2 separate regions of the Sus scrofa genome follow, and region 1 is linked to region 2. A link is a contact called in public HiChIP or PLAC-seq data. All regions are on one chromosome and are shown on one strand. Each heading gives the region's core, a stretch centred on a gene start, on an enhancer-like site or on the middle of the called end of the contact. The rest is flanking DNA. Distances are from core to core; before and after follow the strand shown. Region 1 holds the start of CCDC88C (protein Daple). Region 2 overlaps CCDC88C (protein Daple).

Region 1 (4,024 bases), core at 219-2,718, 66 kb after region 2:
TCTGGTTAACACAGGGGACCACCGCAAGCAGGAGACCCTGGGGAAGCAGCACTCCCAGCCCAGCCCCCAGACAAGCCCTGCTGCCCCTGCAGGTCCTGAAGGGAACACTGGGTCTGCCCACGGCAAGCCATCTCCCTAGAGGACTGCAGAAGGCTTTATTTTCTCAAGTTCGCCCAAGCAGCTGATGACCAAGAGAGCTTGCAGCTCTCTGGCGCTGCCATATCTTACTCCATGAGCCTTGCTTTCCTAATCTGTAAAATGGGGGTGGCAGTTTCTTCCTCACAGTGACAGGGCTGAAAGGTCCGAGCGCAGTGCCTGGCTTACAGCGGGCACCCAGCTACCCTCTCCCAGCCTCCTGACTGGGGCACAGAGCAGAGTCTCAAGGTTCCTGCCTGCTCGTCAATACGCCTCCATAGCACTGCTTCTAAAAACAAAAAAGAGACAAAAAAGAAATCAAGTCCAGCTGGCACCTGGTCCCAGGTCTCTAAAAACAAAACCTGCCTCTGGAAAGGTGGGGGACTGTGTGGCCCCTGACCGCGGTCCTCAGCCTTGTCGGCTCCATCCCAGATTTCAAGAGCACAGGGAGGGTCACAGGTCAGGAGGAAATGCCTTCTGCTTAGTGTGGAGAAAGGGAATTCTGGTAGCTGTGAAAGCTGCCACCCACCCCCTGCCCCCGCAGCCTCGCCTCTGGTCCTTGTCAGGCTGACCCAGAGCCACTGCCACTCACCTCATGGGGCCCTACCCTGAAGCCTGGGGGGGCAGTACCCAGCTGCAAAGCTCAGCCTTACCCGGGCCCGGGAAAGACCTTATCCTCCCTGAGATGTCTGCTCCAGGTGGGGCACCAAGCAAGCTGCTGTCCACAGCCCCACACGGCCAGCACCCCACGAAACACTCAGAACTCATTCCCTCTTCCCTCTGCTCTGGCTTCGGGCCAGGTCCCCACAACCTGCCCCCACCCCCTACTCTCTCCTGACACCAATCCTTTCCCAAGTGAGTGTCTGAGTTTTTTCAAAATTTTCTTTTTAAAAATGCTGCAAAGACTCCCACATCCTTCAGCATGAAGTTCAAATTCATTAGCATGGCATCCACACTCTAGAACTTCCCCAATCTTTCCAGGCTCACCCATTACCACTGCCCACAGACACCCCAACCTCCAGCCACTCAGAGGTGACTTAGCCTTCAGGCTGCTTTATGCCTCTGTGGTTTGGCAGGTGCTATTCCTCTCCCAGGACACCCCCCCACACACAAATCACCCCATTTTCTGCCATTCTAGCTCCCTGTCCATCCTTCAGGACTCAGGTCAAGGGTCACCCCCTTCAGAAAGCTCTCCGTGAGCTCTGCCCCTTCCCCGGCTGGGGAACTCCCTTCCATGTCCTGGACCTCCACGTCCTGGGCACATATACAGGTGTTCTAGTGGCTGGTTCACCTGGGCCCTCTTCCACCTTACAAGACACGAGCATCTCAGGCATCGAGAATGGCCTTAAGAATAAGGAGGAGGAACAGAGGAAGAAAAACTGGGTGACCCCCACCTCTCTGGGCCACCAGAGCTTTCTTGTCCCACATTCATCACGCTACACTAGAGAAAAAGGGGGACAGGAAAGCGAGAGGATGGAAAGAAGAAAGGAGGGGTCCACACAGACCACTGCCCTCCTCAGCCTCTCTTCCCAACAGTCTGGAAGGCTCTCTCTTGAACTTCAGACTGAAAGCAAACATTCCCAGGGAAGTCAGTTATCTTCTGGGTCAAGTCCACGGCAGACAAAGGCTCCCACTGCTGGTATGGGGGAAAGGTACGGGGCTTTTCTGTAAGCCTCCTGGCCCAGGGGCTGGACTGCCTGGCCGCGCCGCTGCATCCCGTCACCACACCACAATCCTCCTGGAGAGGGCAAACCAATCCAGTGATCCTCCAACTCAAGGAAGTTCACCCAGATGTACAGTAAAAATAACCTGAGACCTTCATCCACGTGGCAGAGACACAGAAGTCAGGAGCGAGGGAGGACACGGCACTGGTAACAGGAACCATCACAGTGGGTGAAGGGCACGAACGGGCACTTCAGCACAGAAAAACAAAAGGCCTGCAAAGGAGGCGATTTTGGCCCTGAGTAGCCAAAGCCCTCAAAACATTCACGCCCCCGGACCCAGGAATTCCATGCTAGGAATTGACCCTAAGGACATAAAAACAGTTGAAAGATTTATGGGCCAAGCATGCTCATGGCGGTATCGTTTATAATTCTAAGACAGAAGTAACTCAGTATCGATGACTGTGGCATAGCCACATAATGAAGTGTCATGCAGACACTAAAATTCCTATTATGACAGAATGTGTAATGATGAGAAAATGCTCACTACATGGGAAAAGAAAGATTGCATATAATCCACACCCTGAAACACACACAGACACAAGACACAAAGTCAGAAAGCATAAATACCAAAATGTGAGCAAGGGTGCAGGCCCAGGTGGTGAGACAGCGGGCAGATGTCACTTTCTGTTTCCCCATCCGCAATCAGAAAATACCTTTATAATCACAATATGACTTTTAATTTCCTCCAAACACAGACGCTACATCACGCATACCCATCTCACACACTTCCTCTTTATTAACCCTTAAAGTCTAGAGTGGAGAAAGTAATTTCTCCCCTACAAATTCGATGTATTATTCATAAAGCAAATTCCACTGGTGCCCATAGACAGGGCCTGAGCAGACTTTAAACTCCCCTGCACACTGTCGCTATCCATCAAAGTAATCACCTCCTCCCCCGCCCCAACAAGGAGACATCACTTTACCTAAAAACCCTCCAGACCACACGAACGAGGCAGAGTTTACTCGGTTCCCAACAACCATGTCAGATACACGTTTCCTTCTACTCTTACTTCTGACAAAAGGTTTCCATTTTTTCAAGTCGAAGTGTGCACATTTCCAAAGACAGCTAATTTTCAGCAGTCAGCCCGTGCTTATCTAATACAACTGCCACGGCAAGCGGACAGGTCCCCAATGCAAGGCTGAGCAGGTAGGAGGTACAGGCAGTTATTTGGAGGTTTGATCTGAGGGTTATCAGGCAAAAGAATACACACACACACACAGCAAGAGTCTAACAATGTGAACTGGATACACACACAAGTTCCTCCAGGGAGGGAGCAGGGATAACCAGATGCACTCAAGGCACACAGGGGGCTTTCATCAGAAAAAAAAAAAATTCTTGAAAAAAAGGTCTGAAGCAAATACGAAAAATATTCACATATGTCCATATTTATTTATTTATTTATTTATTGTCTTTTTTGCTATTTCTTGGGCCACTCCCGCGGCATATGGAGGTTCCCAGGCTAGGGGTCCAATCGGAGCTGTAGCCATTGGCCTACACCAGAGCCACAGCAACGCAGGATCCGAGCCGCGTCTGCAACCTACACCACAGCTCACGGCAACGCCGGATCATTAACCCACTGAGCAAGGGCAGGGACCGAACCCGCAACCTCATGGTTCCTAGTCGGATTCGTTAACCACTGCGCCACGACGGGAACTCCCATATTTATTTTGAACAGATACACAGGTGTTCACTATAACCATTTACCGTTTTATTTTCAATTTTTCAAAGCAATGAAGGAAACACACACGCAAGAACCCTAGCCTATTTCTTCTGCTGTTTCTTCTGAGATAATGACCATACTGCAGGTCGGTTCTGGCTTTGCGACCACGTGAGGGCCCAGAAGTCAGAAGAGTTCCAGGAACTGTCGTGCACAGCTTCCTCGAGGTGATCTGAAACCCCCGATCTTGGTGGTCTCTGGCCATCATGCAAGTGCGGAATTTCAGAACCCAAGGGCCCACTCTCCTCCTGACAGATGAGAACCCGGGAGGCCCGTGGAAGGAAAGCCGCCTGTCCCAGCGCCTGGCCAGTGAGGCGAGGCACCTGCAGACGGTCAGCCAAGTTCCCCTTTCAGAGTCAGTCCCGCAGGTGGATCCCTACATTTCAGGATCGATATTCACACGTGACTCAACAACAAAGACAGACGTCTCCATCAACCTGCCCCAAA
Region 2 (3,968 bases), core at 102-2,601:
CCCAACAAGCCTGAATGTCCCCAAGACCCCAAGCAGCAATAGGCAGCAGAGCCGTGGAGGTGGACGGAGTGTCCGTGGCCCTGACCCAGTCCCAGTGCTGACGCACAGAAACACACACGCTCTCAACACATGAAATGCTCTCAACAAATGACACAAACCTCAACTCAAACGCCCCTATTCAGAGCCTGTGATCATTCGGATGGTACCTTGGCAGCATTCATGGAAAAAAGAACATGTTTTTAATTGGGGTGAAATACACGTAACGTAAAATTCACCAAGTGTACAGTTCTGTGGCATGAGCTACATTCCCACTTGTGCAGCCATCAGCACTATCCACCTCCAGACTTCATCACCCCGAACTGAAACTCTGCACTCATGGGGAATCCTGCCTAAGGCTCTACAGGTTAAACAACAGAACTGACCACAGGCTTCCCTTCCTCGTCCATAAAAGCCAGTGTCTCAAAGACTCTCACGATGACGTAACAATTCACTTCGGAGCGCTACGCTGTTAGTACCTCAAGCAACCAGGGTAATGGGACAGATTTTAATACGACAGTGGCAATAAGAACAGCTGCTCTTTATCGGTGCCCTCGGGCCAGGCACGGAATCATGCTTCATTGTCTCCCCTGTGGGCAGCTTCATCATCCCCATCTTGCAGGTAAGGAGACTGAGGTCTAAGAGAGGTCACCCAGCTAACACGTGGAGGAGCCAGGACTTAAGCCGGGTCTTCCTGACTCAAGAAGCCACCACACCACACACGCAAAAGTGCATTCAAGCTCTGCCTGCATCATGCCTTCATTCAAACCAGCGTTCCTTAGCTCCCAGATAAGCACCAGGAGTTGGAACCCAAGAATAAATGTTGCTTTTTGACCTGAAAGGGCCCACACTACTGGGTAGTCTGAAGGGGCGAGGCTTTCAGAGCCCATAGGCCATCCGGGTCTCTAACAGAAACACTCTCATTTGGCCCAAGACTGTCCCAGGCAGGCTGCACTACCTCTCTGTTCCACCAGGGGGCAGCAGTCCTTCCCGGTGGATGTGCACTCCTCCCAGGACAGGGAACCAGGGTGATCCAGGTCCCAGCACAGTGCACAGGCCCCAGAGCCCAGATACAGCCAACTTCCCTCACAGGTTAGTAGTTTAATGAACTGATTTTAGGTTTGGAACCGATGGGACCCCTCGAAGAGAAGACATCCCCAGCTGCTTTCAACAACCTTTCCATTATTCTTGAGGACAGTTATTGGAATTAAAAAAGCAACCCCCAAACCACCCAAAGGCCCTACCCCGCTCCATACACCGCTAAGTAAACAACTCGCACTACCAGCGGCACGTGTGCTATTTTTGAACACAGGAACTGGCCATTGTTTGCCGAGAGCGCTGACGCTTCCTGCCGCTGTGCTTTCTGCTGCCCCACCCACGTCTCCCTGGCCGGCTGGCACCTCGCCTGCCTGTGCGGGGCCAGCGGTGCAAGTGCAGGAGGGCGAGGGAGAGGCGTGGGGCCTGTGGGAAGCAGCCGCGAAGCAGCCCCACCCAGGGAGACAGGGAACAGACTGCCTCCCTCTTGCACAATTATGCAGATGAATGGAGGCAAGCAGGCCCCCAGCACATTTAGAGCGGAGATCAGTGACCCCTGGGGACGTTTCCTGCCATCCAGAGCTTTTAACTATCCCTAGATCGGCCCACGATGTCCTCCGGGTGTCAGCGTGCTGTAACCTGGAAGCTCCTGGGACTGTCCATCTGGGAACCGGGAAACCGGGCAACATTTAATCTGTGCTTCACATCCTGACACCGAGGCTGCCAGACCCCTCATCTTCTCCTTGGGGAGGACGGCAATGAAACGGTTCCAAATGGCACTTGAAGGAAATCCTATTTCCTGGGGGTGAATGGATGGCCTGACACGGAAGATTTAGCGCCAAGGGCTCCATTCCCTGGGTGAGGAGGCGGCCACAGCCAGACCGGCTCCCGGGCCCCAGGCGCCACCCACCGTCGGACAGGTCTGCGTTCTTGGACAGCTGCTCCAGCTCCCAGCCGAGGTGGGCCGATTCGTTCATGCTCTGCTTCTGTGCAATCTCGAGAACCATGTTTTCCTCCAGCAGCTCCTCAATCCGCTTCTTGTCCGCGTCCCGGTCCTAGCGCAAGAAGAGGGAAGGCATGAGGACGTGGCCAGGTGACTCCCCAGGACTGGCTTTGGCCCCCTGGGCATCCACCCCCATCCTCTGAGAATGAGAGGCCTCCAGGCACCTGCCCGTTTCCTGCACGGAAAGGGCCCAGCTGTGAGGTTACAGCCCCTGAAAGGTACCCTGACTGGCCACCTGGGTGACAAGGAGAGACCTAAGGTCTAACTGATGGCAGTCAGAACACAGCGACTTACAGCCCAGGGCGTTAAAGCTAAGTACCACGGTGACGGGCGGCTTCGTGGCTCTAGGTCAGGCCTGATGGGCTGTGAGAAGCCTGTAAAGTAACTCATGAATCGCAGCTCAACCCACGCCATAAGCACAGTGGGGACCCTTCTTGTAAATGACACACATGTACGCTCATCCTTACAGAAAAGCAACAGCACAGTGGTCACCTCCTGTCTGGGGGTGCTAAGTGGTGCCCAGCCCAGTCCGCTGAGCCTCGAGAGCTACTCTCTACAGTCAGTGAGTTATTGTGTCGGCAGTGGCTCCAAACCCAGGGACTGAAACATCGGAGGAGGGCCCAGCATAAACCTGAAACTGCCCCAATCTCTGCAGACAGGTCTGTGGGACAACAGCTTGCAATACCAGTTCCAGGTCGTGAAGCTTCGATTTCAGCTGCAGGTTCTCCTTCTCCAGTTCGTGAACTTTATCGCCCCGGGCCCGAGCGGCAGTCAGCTGTTCCTCCAACATGGCCTTGGTTTCAATTAATATGATGTTATCTTCTCTCAGCTCCTGGGCAGCAAAATCATATATGGGAACCATCAGATAAAGGCACCTGGCTCATGACGACAGGGTTCTGAGACCAAAACTCTTCTGGCCTCGGAACCAAAACCAACAATCCAGGGATAAGGCTGCAGCCACGAGAGTTCTGTCTGCACTTTGAGCACCTCCTCCTTTTTGCCTGGGTCAGGCCGCACAGACTCTCTCTACCAGAAGGGAAAAAAAACCCCTGAGTGAAGAAAACACTGAACTCCGGGAAGCTGACGCCTCCTTGGGGAGTACGGCCTGCGGCCACCGTGCAACGGCCTCTGACACCCATCACCTCGTCTGGTTAGACGAGCGACTCCACTGACATATCGCCGAGCCCCCGTTTCTTTAACAAGGAAGGGGTGGGGCTGAGTCTGGCCGGGGCTCCGGGCTGAGCCTCATGCTCTCAATGCGACATTCATTCCAGGGATCAGGGTCCCAGGAAAAAAGAGCTATTCAGACAAGGTTTCGCTCAACGCACAGCTCGCATCTGGACATTTTACCCACGTACTCTCGGAAAAACAACAGTTCTCCGCGGTTTCCCGGAAACGGGGAGCTTTTTGAGACAGTTTCCTCATCAACATGGGAACCCCGCAAACAAGCACCTCGGCCTCCCGCGCGTCGGGCACGTGCTGGGTGTGGCATGAGACGGCGGTTCCCCTGCAGAGGCCGTCCCGTGCGCACAGCCCAGCCCAGGCGAGGGATTCAGATCCTTTGCCTCATCGCTGCCCCGCACCCAGTTAGGGGGCTTTTGGGTTCTCTGTTCCCCGGAGCCCCTCAGCCCTGGCCGGCAGCCGGGTGGCGGCGGAGCCTCCCCGAATGCCTTCAGCTCTCGAACACACACCTGGGAACATGTGTGTTTCCCCCCGGGGTGGGGGACAGGGGGTGTGCCAGGCCCGTTCCGCCTGCTCGCTCAAGGATTCTAACAACGGGGAGCAGGGCTGGGCTCCTGACTCTCCACCAAGTTCACTCGCCCTGCACGGGCCAGGACCCAAGGTTCCCGGTGGAGGGCAAATCGCACACCTTCTGGTCAGTGGACGGGGCTGT

Evidence for each region. HiChIP or PLAC-seq counts read pairs in DNA pulled down with a chosen protein or histone mark.
Region 1: an H3K27ac HiChIP or PLAC-seq map of skeletal muscle shows a contact between it and region 2. The contact joins the promoter of CCDC88C here to the enhancer-like site in region 2. A contact is called at or near these places in 7 of 47 Hi-C or Micro-C datasets (alveolar macrophages, embryonic fibroblasts, omental adipose tissue and 2 more) and 1 of 2 datasets of contacts at active chromatin or transcription factors (skeletal muscle).

The regions. Positions count from the first base shown.
Region 1 is chr7:113,028,974-113,032,997 of Sscrofa11.1, forward strand. It overlaps CCDC88C (protein Daple), which reads right to left and starts at 1,469. Exons shown (of 31, transcript XM_021100083.1): 1 at 1,427-1,469. The coding sequence starts at 1,469.
Region 2 is chr7:112,963,565-112,967,532 of Sscrofa11.1, forward strand. It overlaps CCDC88C (protein Daple), which reads right to left. Exons shown (of 31, transcript XM_021100083.1): 12 at 2,760-2,906; 13 at 1,982-2,126. Among named protein-coding and RNA genes, the nearest start is that of GPR68, 61 kb to the left of the region's middle. Within about 2 kb of position 1,352, at least 35 of the 83 cell types and tissues checked have an H3K27ac peak or open chromatin away from gene starts, as enhancers often do. A contact at or near this core is called in alveolar macrophages, omental adipose tissue, retroperitoneal adipose tissue and 1 more, where this site is marked.